Linked DNA regions of Danio rerio: regions 1 and 3 are each linked to region 2. A link is a contact called in public HiChIP or PLAC-seq and Micro-C data. All regions are on one chromosome and are shown on one strand. The core of a region is the stretch at or near the end of the contact, and the rest is flanking DNA. Distances in the headings are between cores, read along the strand shown. Region 1 holds the start of cep89 (centrosomal protein 89). Region 2 holds the start of nudt19 (nudix (nucleoside diphosphate linked moiety X)-type motif 19). Region 3 holds the start of slc7a10a (solute carrier family 7 member 10a).

Region 1 (3,104 bases), core at 319-2,818, 130 kb after region 2:
AAATGTGTTTTGAATTGGATGCAATTGCTGCTCTGTTGTTTTATTGTGATGAGGCACTTATGCAGACAGTGTATATATAACCCACGCATATAACCATATAACGCATATAACCCACGCGAACACGGGGAGAAGATGCTAACTCCACACAGAAATGCCAACTGGTCAGCCAGGACTTGAACCAGCAACCTTCTTGCTGTGAGGCGACAATGCAAGCCACTGAGCCATTGTGCCGCCTTTAATTGCATTTTTTAAGTGAATTGTTTGCGAATGTGTATTTGTAACAGAGTTCAAATTTATTAGCATATTATTATATATTTTGGTGCACAATGGTTATGAGGTAATAAAAATGTAACTGTTTTTTTTTAATTAGGCGCATAATATCTTAATATCAAGAACTATTCCACAGAATCTAATTAAATAAGAACCATATTGCAATTTCTTTTTTAAGTATTGAAAAATATCATATTGCTGGTTAATAGTACCAATTTCATAAGGTAACACAATGAACCAACCATTATACACCCATAATATTGTGTCCAATTATTTAAATATTATTATAAAATCACTTTATTTTAGGCAGAGTGTTTCTGACTAAAAGGTTCACATATTCCTGGTTTAGGACACTGAAATCAAGTACTATACCTGGTGTAAAGTGCTGTAGCATAGGGCTCAAAGTCAGCTTGGCTGTCTGCACGTGAACAATCACTCTCTGAATAAGATCTTTGGCGTGGAGAAGGAATGGCAACAGTACGACCTGTCAGTGACGAAGACAATATGGCAGCTGCCAAAGCAGACCTGTGATAATCATCAGAGAGATTACAAAATGTACAGTTAAAAAGGTGTAAAGAAATTTTGACAAGCATTCAGGGTTAATGGTGAGTCTATCAACTGTCCCTCAAGAACACAATATACACATAGTGAGAGCCAGAGTGTTTTGTATGGGCTGGGAGATGGTAGGTGGGTATACCTGGGTCTCTCTGGAGAGGGATTGGGGCTTCGTGGAGGAGGGGTGCGGGGAACAGCAGGTCTGGGGGCAATGGTGGCAGCAGGGATCAAACCATGAGCTATATTTCGCTAAACAATCACAAAAGCACACACCATGACAGCGTTTACAACACAAATGCTTCAAAGGATGCACGTCAAAGTACGAACAAACACTGAGGGTTCAATTAATGTACACCGTTAACGTCTCTTTATAGATTGATATGTAGCACAGGCTTTTCTGGCAGCTGAAACAGTTCTTTACAAAATGTAACTTAAAGTCTTATAATTAGGTAATAGAAGACTTACAAATTCCCTCTTCTCTTTTCTCCTAAGGCTGAAGTTGAATTTGGATGACATGTTCCTCAGCCAACCTCCTCGTTGCGGTGAGAGATGTGAGGTTAACATTAAGATTTATAAAAACGGTGCTAAGGACCGCGCATTTCAGAGCTATTGTTGGAGCAAAACTATGCTTCAAGGATGAAACCAGCAGAGTTTAAATGTTATTTTTATACGCAGCCATTGTTTATGATCGAAATCTTCAAAAACAGCTTCAACTCAACTTCACGTAACTAGACGCTTTCCATGAAAACCGATTGAAATATAACGACTGCTCCTATTGGGTCGCCTCTTTTCGCCCAACCAATCATAATGTCGCTTTAATCGTCTTAGCAACGGCATGGTGCCATGTCTGACTGCGGCAGTTGTCCAGCAGAGGGACGCCTAGACCACTCAACTGTAGCGCAGTCTGTGGAAAAGGTGATAGAGGAGAATATAAGAATAAGGATATTATATATTAGATGTAATGCCATTAATGACTAGAACAGTTGCCTAATAAGGTAAGTTTGTTTAGTTTTCAATGAAGAATAACATGTTTAAATGTATGTAAATCGTTTGGCTTTGTAACAGTTTCAAGAATCTCCAAGTAAACAAAATTGAAACATGTTTGAGAACAGGACGCTTGAGAAGATGATCAATCAAATATACTTCAAAAAGTTGCAACAGAACATGCAGGGAAAGTTGTTAAAAGAGATCCGTATCACACATAGTAGACTAGAGGTTTAACATTTATTAATCCTATTATTGTCAGCCTGGTCAGCCTGCCTGAAGTGAAACCTTCTATACTTAGTATCTAATCTTCAAATGACACAGTTTTGTTAAAATACATTTGATGGGGATATTTTATGAACAACCTGGACAGAGATTGGTCCCAACAGGTGGATTATTAGTGGGAAAAATGGTTACAGGTTTAATGAACACGATTACAAAAACAAACAAGTAACAGACAAGTTTTTGGTAATAATAGTTTTATTAATAGACAAAATAATCACATAACAATACTGGTTTATTGTCTGGATTGGGCCTGATACTGATCTATGTTTAGTCCATATTAAATCTTGTAGCTTAGTAGTGTGTTCAATATCCATATTCATTTTTTAAAATGTTAACTGTCATTAAAAGTAATTTTGGTGTACTAGTATTATTTTTAATAGTTTGTGCCAGCTCCTAACTTAACTGCATTTGTAAGTGGGTTAAATCCTGCATGTTTATTATTACAAGAGAAAGTAGGTGTGTGAGTCATACGGTTAGAAATTGCTCTGGTGGAAAATGTTACTGTTAAAAGCAGACTCATATAGGATACATGCGTGCTTCCAGTAAGTTTGAGAATTAAAACAATTGTTGAATAAGTCCTGAGTCAGTGTATTTCTGATTTGCTCTTTTTAATGCTTTCCAGCTGTAGAAGATGCAGAAATATCTTCTCCAACTTTCTCTTTCACACACACAGACGCTCTTAACCACTGTGACATCACTGCTGCCGTTGGGAAGCAATCCCTCCAATAACCCAACCAAAGCCACACCATAAAATCCCCCAGTCTGTGAGTGATTTAAAACCCATTAGTCCACCACACCACCTTCACTGCTCTGATTCACATGTGCAGTTTTATAAAAATGATGCTTTTCCTATCATTCATTGAGTAGACTAAATAGTTTCAATAAAATTCAGAGCTGCAGAACTCTTTCAGTCATTATATAAGAGCATGAAAGCCTTTTTATACACTTTTGATAAGATATTTCTCCTGCACTGCCGTTACTTCGAGTTTCACATGTGAATCTCGGACTCA
Region 2 (3,068 bases), core at 319-2,818:
TTGTAAGTATGGGGGTGGGGTAAGGTCTGGGAAAGTTTTAGTTCATTAGTAGTTGTTTCTTGGCCTTTAGTCATTTGATGAACAGCACTAATTAGAAGCAGCATAACTAATTAATAAGCACCTTGTATCATTATGAATATTAACGAGGGTTCATCATAGTGTGCAACTATTTGCTGTTATTTTGCTAGATAAATGATCTATGACTGTTCCATGGTGCTGTATCTAGGCATTGGCCGGTATGAGATTCTGATGGTATGATAACCTTGAATGAAAATATCACAGTATTGTGATTACTGCTCTAAAATATATTATTTTTAAATGTCTGGATAAAAAAACAAAAACCGTTCCCTTTTTGAAAACAATGAAGTCTATATATATATATATATATATATATATATATATATATATATATATATCAAAGATTTATAATATTTTGGAGCAGTAAACATGTCAGGCTAAATAATGAAAATGAATCATTGACTTCTGCCGTCTTCATTTGTTTAAAAAACACTGATTTCTTTACTATTTAAAACGACATATTAGGATATTGTTTTCTGCTAAAGATACTGCTGTCCTAAAAACCAAACAAAAATGTAAATAAAAAATCCTACATTTACCTTTGGAACGGTCTTACAGAAAATGTTGGCGGTTTTAAAACCTTGACTTTTCTAAACCGCGGTGTACATTGAAAACGGTTATCATCCCATGCCTAGCTGTATCTACCAGATAATAATGTAATGTTGGACACAGCAAACATCTAACAGGTCACCGCTGTAATTTGTACACACACACCTTAAAGTGAACGATCTCCTTGTCGTCGTGCAGTGTGTGTGGAGTCTCCTGCAGACAGCAGATGTAGAAGGCCGTGTCGTATCGCCTCTGTTTGCCGTACAAGCCTATGGGTGTCAGCCAGTTCCCCCACTCGTGCAGAGCCCAGATGTTGGGCAGACACTGCAGCTCCCTGCACATCTTAATGAAGTTGGCAGGGTCTCCAATAACCCGAGATCTCCACTTTGACAGCACCTCTGTGCCCCACTGTCCGCTCAGTCTGGTCAGGCTCGGCTGCGTATCCAGGCTGCGCGTGCGGGTCACGCTGTACTCGTCTTTGGGAAGAGCTAGAAGCACACCGGACTCCTCAAACGTCTCTCTCACGGCACATATCCTGAAAGCCACGTCTCCCGGGATCGGAGAGCCCAGCTGGGATCTGTCAGTGGCGAAGATGGGCGGCCTGGTCTCCGGCGACTGCTTCACCACTTTGACGCCGTAGTTGGGCGCTTTGGTGAAGGGATTAAAGAGCTCCTGCCACTCGCTGGAGAAGTCCGACGCGTCTACCAGACCGCCAGGAAACACATAGGCATTGGGCATGAACCCGCTGTTCCTGCTGCGTTTCAGCAGGAGCACTTCATAGTCAAAGGCAGATTTGTGCGCTACATCTGTGACTTTCTCCAGCCCTGCTTTAAGAGTGTCTGCAGGCGGAGCGCGCCTCAGCCCGGCCGTCAGAATCACCGTCGCCGCTTCCCTCCAGTGTTTCAGCGCCGTGTTCATTCTGACGCCTGTTTACCTGTTCATCACTGAGAGAACCTATCCGGAAACTTTCGACGTCCGACAACTAACCTGACATGTCGTGAAGGACAGCACTGATAAAATGGTAGTGTTTTTATTGTTTGATCATTGAGCGTCATCTACCGCAAGGGATGAATGATTACGTCTCATTACTACATTTACCTCAACATATTTTTTTCTCGCACTGAAGAATATTTATACTACAAGTAAAATTAATTAAACATAGTGATTTATGACATCAACCAAATGCAAAAATACCAACACCAATATCCCTGACTATAGTAGCCACAAACATCTGTGTGGTAAATAACAGGCTTGAAATCAGAGAGATCAGAGAAATCATTTATTATTCAATCAGACTAAACCCATATTAACCCATATGCTTTCTATGGTATGAGGTGTATTTCTAAGTACAGAGTGCAAGAGTGACGGTTTGGTTATTAACAGCAGTATTTCCTGCTTCATAGCGATTACACAAAAGTTAAGCAAATCAGCAGCAACAAGATGATTCACAATATGAGAAACTTTAATTCGCAGCAAAAAATAAAAGAAAATCAGTCAAAGACAAAGGGTACAGGACTGTGTACAGGATGGCTTTAATGTGGAGCAAAAATACAATCCTGTAAAGCATTACATCAGTGAATTACCATAGTCACTGCATTTAAAGAATTGTTTAAATGCGATTCTTCATCCCCCCCCCCCCCCCTCTCTCTCTCTCTGAGTAATCTTTGGCCAAAACTTAGATTAAAAAGCAAAATATTAATAGCACAAGATGTTGTTACATTTGTCACACTTTAACTTGATATACATACAAAAATATAGTAAATTTAGAAGTTAATTGGAAATGGAAGTAGGAGATATTTTCATGTCTAGGTACATATTTGAATGCAAAAGTTTTAATTTGGAGTTTCCATATTTAAGTGTATTAGTTGTGTTAGCATCATCCTCGATAACACGAGTACATGCGCAACTTTATGTGATGTTTTTTCTCCACAAGAGGGCATCAGAGACAAAATAATCCAGCACAGTTTTTGGTTATCACAGAAAAAAATGACTGGAAAAGTTTTTTTTTCTTGTTTGTTTTTGATACTAATGTAAACAGATGTGTTCATTTCAACTTACACATAAAAGTCACTCTTGTCCATCTGGACATTTTGACCCCCAATATACAGAAAACTAGACGTGAGGAGAAGATGCATAATATGCATCTAATTATTTGTTGTTTGTTATTCGTGCTGCTTCATGGGAGTGGGCGGGGCAAGAAAGTTTTTGTTTGCTTACTTTAAGGATTGAATCATGTTTTTTCTCTGAATTCAAGAAAATTATTTACAAAACTATGTTCAAATAAGAAATAATGTTTACTTAGTGCTTTAACAAAAGTGTATAGAATTGGTTACAATCGTTTGTAAAAAAAATAATTGGGATGAACTGTAAAATGAAATGTTCAGAACATCATTGGTTGCACTTTATTAGGATCTAAGAATAGTGAGCAAAATAAAGTCCCA
Region 3 (2,942 bases), core at 425-2,924, 190 kb after region 2:
TAAAATACTGACTGTAGCCTCCATCGGCCCTTTACCAACATTTTTCACAATTTATTATTTTGTGTTAAACAGCAGAAAATGTCTCATGGGTTTAAAACAGCTTGAAGGTGAGTAGCTAAATTTTCAAAACATAACAGGCTTTCCAAATATGCTGACTTCAATGCAACTGGTTTTCATTTTTTAGATATTTCCGCAGCAGTAGGTTAAACCCATCTTAATCCAAACCAGTTAAACGAGAGGTGGCTTTGTTTGTTATTGGAGATGTCTTCATTGGGGTGAGTTTGAGTCGTAACTTGGCCACAACTTTCTCTGTGCTTCAGGAAATGTAATGATTTTATTGACAAATGTTATTTTGAGACATTTTTAAAAATCGCGTGTTTTTTAAACTCAACGATGCACTCTGGGCAAACCTATTGTTCTGTTGGTGGAGCCATTGACTTCCATTTTTTGCTGTTGATCCTTAGTTTCAGTGCAAAAGGTTTCTGGTTTGAAGTTATGGACTGTAATGTATGTGTGTGTGTGTGTGTGTGTGTGTGTGTGTGTGTGTGTGTGTGTGTGTGTGAGAGAGAGAAAGGGATTTATTGCACATCTTGATATGTCTGAGAAAATTCAAATAAGAAGTTTAGCTCTCAGAACATAGTAAACATATTAAGTGTATTTATGCACACACACTATAATCTGCTGTTTCACTCAGTAGAACTCCATATAAAAGCCAGAAACTATTATTGCACAGGCCTATCTAAAGGGTTAATGCTGCCAACTGATGATCAATAGTAAAAATGACAAATTGTACCTCTTGGCAACAGGGAAAACCCCCAACAATCAAGACAGCATGATTATTTTGTGTCATGACTTTGTAATTAAAAAATGTGGTTATAATGGAAGTCTATGGGGCAAAAACAGCCACCAACATAACAAAAGGGTAGTCAATATGAACTGTACACAAGGGTAAAGTACAGATTTCATGATTCCAATTGTCTCTTAACAGTTCACACTTTACTGCAAAGTGAAATAAAGATATAGACTGATATGCACCTGCATTTGAGACCACTCATAACACCCACAAAACCATCAAATACTTACAGAGCGGAAACAATGGGACTGTGAAAACTGAAGATCTATATTCACTTTATCAACAGCATCCAAAGGAAGAACATTCGAAAGCAGACGAGAAGTTTGTTTAAATAATCTTTTTAGTAGCTGTGGATTGTAGTGTGATGTGTTCATTTGTTAACTAATGATCATTTGAATTTTAATAAATTGAAATGTGTTGGGTACTTCTGAAAAAATGTTGGATTAACAAGATAAAATAAAATATATATAAATAAATAAAACAATGTAATTATTAAATTAACACCTGTGATTAATTTAAAGTTAAATTAAGTGAAATGTTACTAATAATGCTATTAAAATAAAATTCAATCATTTATATGACGGCTCATTGACGGCTCATTGTCACGACAAAAAAAACCTCTCTGTGTACAGCCCCTAGTTTCCAAATAGTCCTAGTAACCAGCTATGGCAATTTTAACAATGAATGCTGTGATATTGAGCAGCTTCCGTGCCACCGGTGTCCTGCTCTTTGTTCGCATGTGGTGCAGGTGAGCGCGTGCCAGCGCACAGTACAACCTGTTGATCTCTATGGAGGCAGGCAGCAGGAGTTCTGCGCATGCGTCAGCGCCCTGCGTCCTGCATCAACTCGCTATATGAGAGCGGGCGCGGATACAGATGCCGTTTTCTTGAACAGCCGCACAAATGGATGGAACCGAAACGAACCGGAGAAACTGCGCGAAGTCGGAGCAACAGAAGATGTTGGACTCCAGAGGAAACCAAAGTGGATCTAAAGACAGAGTGACTCTTAAGAAAGAAATTGGTCTTTTGAGCGCGTGCGCCATAATTATAGGTGAGATGTTTCCTTATGCTTGATGTGTCAACGCGTGCTGCGCTTTAGCTTCAACTTTCTCTGTCCGCTTGTTTCTTTGTCCTCTTCACATCTGCTTCTCTATTCGCCATTCCCATCAGTCTTTAGCCCTCACTCTTAAATAGTCTTAATGTTTCATCTGGCAACATCTGCTCTCTGAAATGCGAGTTGCTCTGTGTCGACTGTTTATGCTGAGATAAAGTATTAAAAAGCTAATGTAGCTGTCAAAGTTTATGGCCAAACTTAAATCGTCACACAGTGTGACAGTACGTACGGCTGTCTAGTATGGTTGGTCATCAGTCCAAGTGAGGGCAAACAGCGTGATTTTGGTAGAGGCTCGTGCCATGCCGCTACTTACAGTAGTGTCCAGCAGTCAGATCTGTTCATCAGAGCGCGGATTGCATCATTGAGGAAGAGAAACGGGCTGAAACTCAACTCCGCGCTTACGTGGCTACAGCAGCCCACCACACTGTGTCTGTCCTTCACGTGCCCAGAAGAAATCCACAGAATAAGAGTCTATTGCTATACGAGACAGGGAAATATATCAAATTACAGTATGCGGAAGTGTACGTTTATAGCGAGGACGTTTACATCCCTTGATGCAAACCACACAAAGATCTTGTGTTAGGGATGTTCTGTAGTAGGATTAGGATTACAGTATAGTCATTCATGAAATTGGTTCAAAAGCAAAAAATATAATGCATGTTGTCTTTGCATCCTCACATCTAAATTTAGTCAACCATTGAACCATAGGGATGAACGTATAATACATCCAATGAAGAACCCTCACTAACAAGTAGCCTAATGTAACAGTTGGAATGTGAGCTGATGACAAAATGTTTATTCATTGAATGCATTTATTGTCTTGCTCAAATGAAGGTCCTCCTGTGGATGCCATAAGTTTTAGGAGTTTTTTGTTAATGTAATTTTAAATATGTTGTGTCTGGCTTGTCAGTGATACTTGTCTCTACTCTTTTGAGCATTGTTTCAGGGCTATTGAAGAGAGTTGGTCTCCACAGCA

Evidence for each region. A called contact is a pair of places that touch in the nucleus more often than the background predicts. HiChIP or PLAC-seq counts read pairs in DNA pulled down with a chosen protein or histone mark.
Region 1: a Micro-C map of caudal fin shows a contact between it and region 2, with 5 times the contacts expected there. The contact joins the promoter of cep89 here to the promoter of nudt19 in region 2. A contact is called at or near these places in 3 of 18 Hi-C or Micro-C datasets (caudal fin, hematopoietic stem cells and an unstated tissue) and 2 of 4 datasets of contacts at active chromatin or transcription factors (caudal fin and embryo).
Region 3: a contact with region 2 is called in an H3K4me3 HiChIP or PLAC-seq map of gastrula embryo, with 2.7 times the contacts expected there. The contact joins the promoter of slc7a10a here to the promoter of nudt19 in region 2. A contact is called at or near these places in 2 of 18 Hi-C or Micro-C datasets (caudal fin and an unstated tissue) and 3 of 4 datasets of contacts at active chromatin or transcription factors (caudal fin, embryo and gastrula embryo).

The regions. Positions count from the first base shown.
Region 1 is chr7:38,608,709-38,611,812 of GRCz12tu, reverse strand. It overlaps cep89 (centrosomal protein 89), which reads right to left and starts at 1,568. Exons shown (of 20, transcript NM_001430965.1): 1 at 1,291-1,568; 2 at 968-1,074; 3 at 643-795. The coding sequence starts at 1,341. LOC141375410 (a long non-coding RNA gene) reads left to right here and starts at 1,157. Exons shown (of 2, transcript XR_012383423.1): 1 at 1,157-1,820; 2 at 2,717-3,104.
Region 2 is chr7:38,743,601-38,746,668 of GRCz12tu, reverse strand. nudt19 (nudix (nucleoside diphosphate linked moiety X)-type motif 19) reads right to left here and starts at 1,568. Exons shown (of 3, transcript NM_001128786.1): 1 at 793-1,568. The coding sequence starts at 1,545. slc7a9 (solute carrier family 7 member 9) reads right to left here. Exons shown (of 14, transcript XM_073908786.1): 14 at 1,896-3,068.
Region 3 is chr7:38,554,235-38,557,176 of GRCz12tu, reverse strand. slc7a10a (solute carrier family 7 member 10a) reads left to right here and starts at 1,674. Exons shown (of 11, transcript NM_001386372.1): 1 at 1,674-1,903. The coding sequence starts at 1,756. The region is part of intron 3 of LOC141375411 (a long non-coding RNA gene); the gene reads right to left.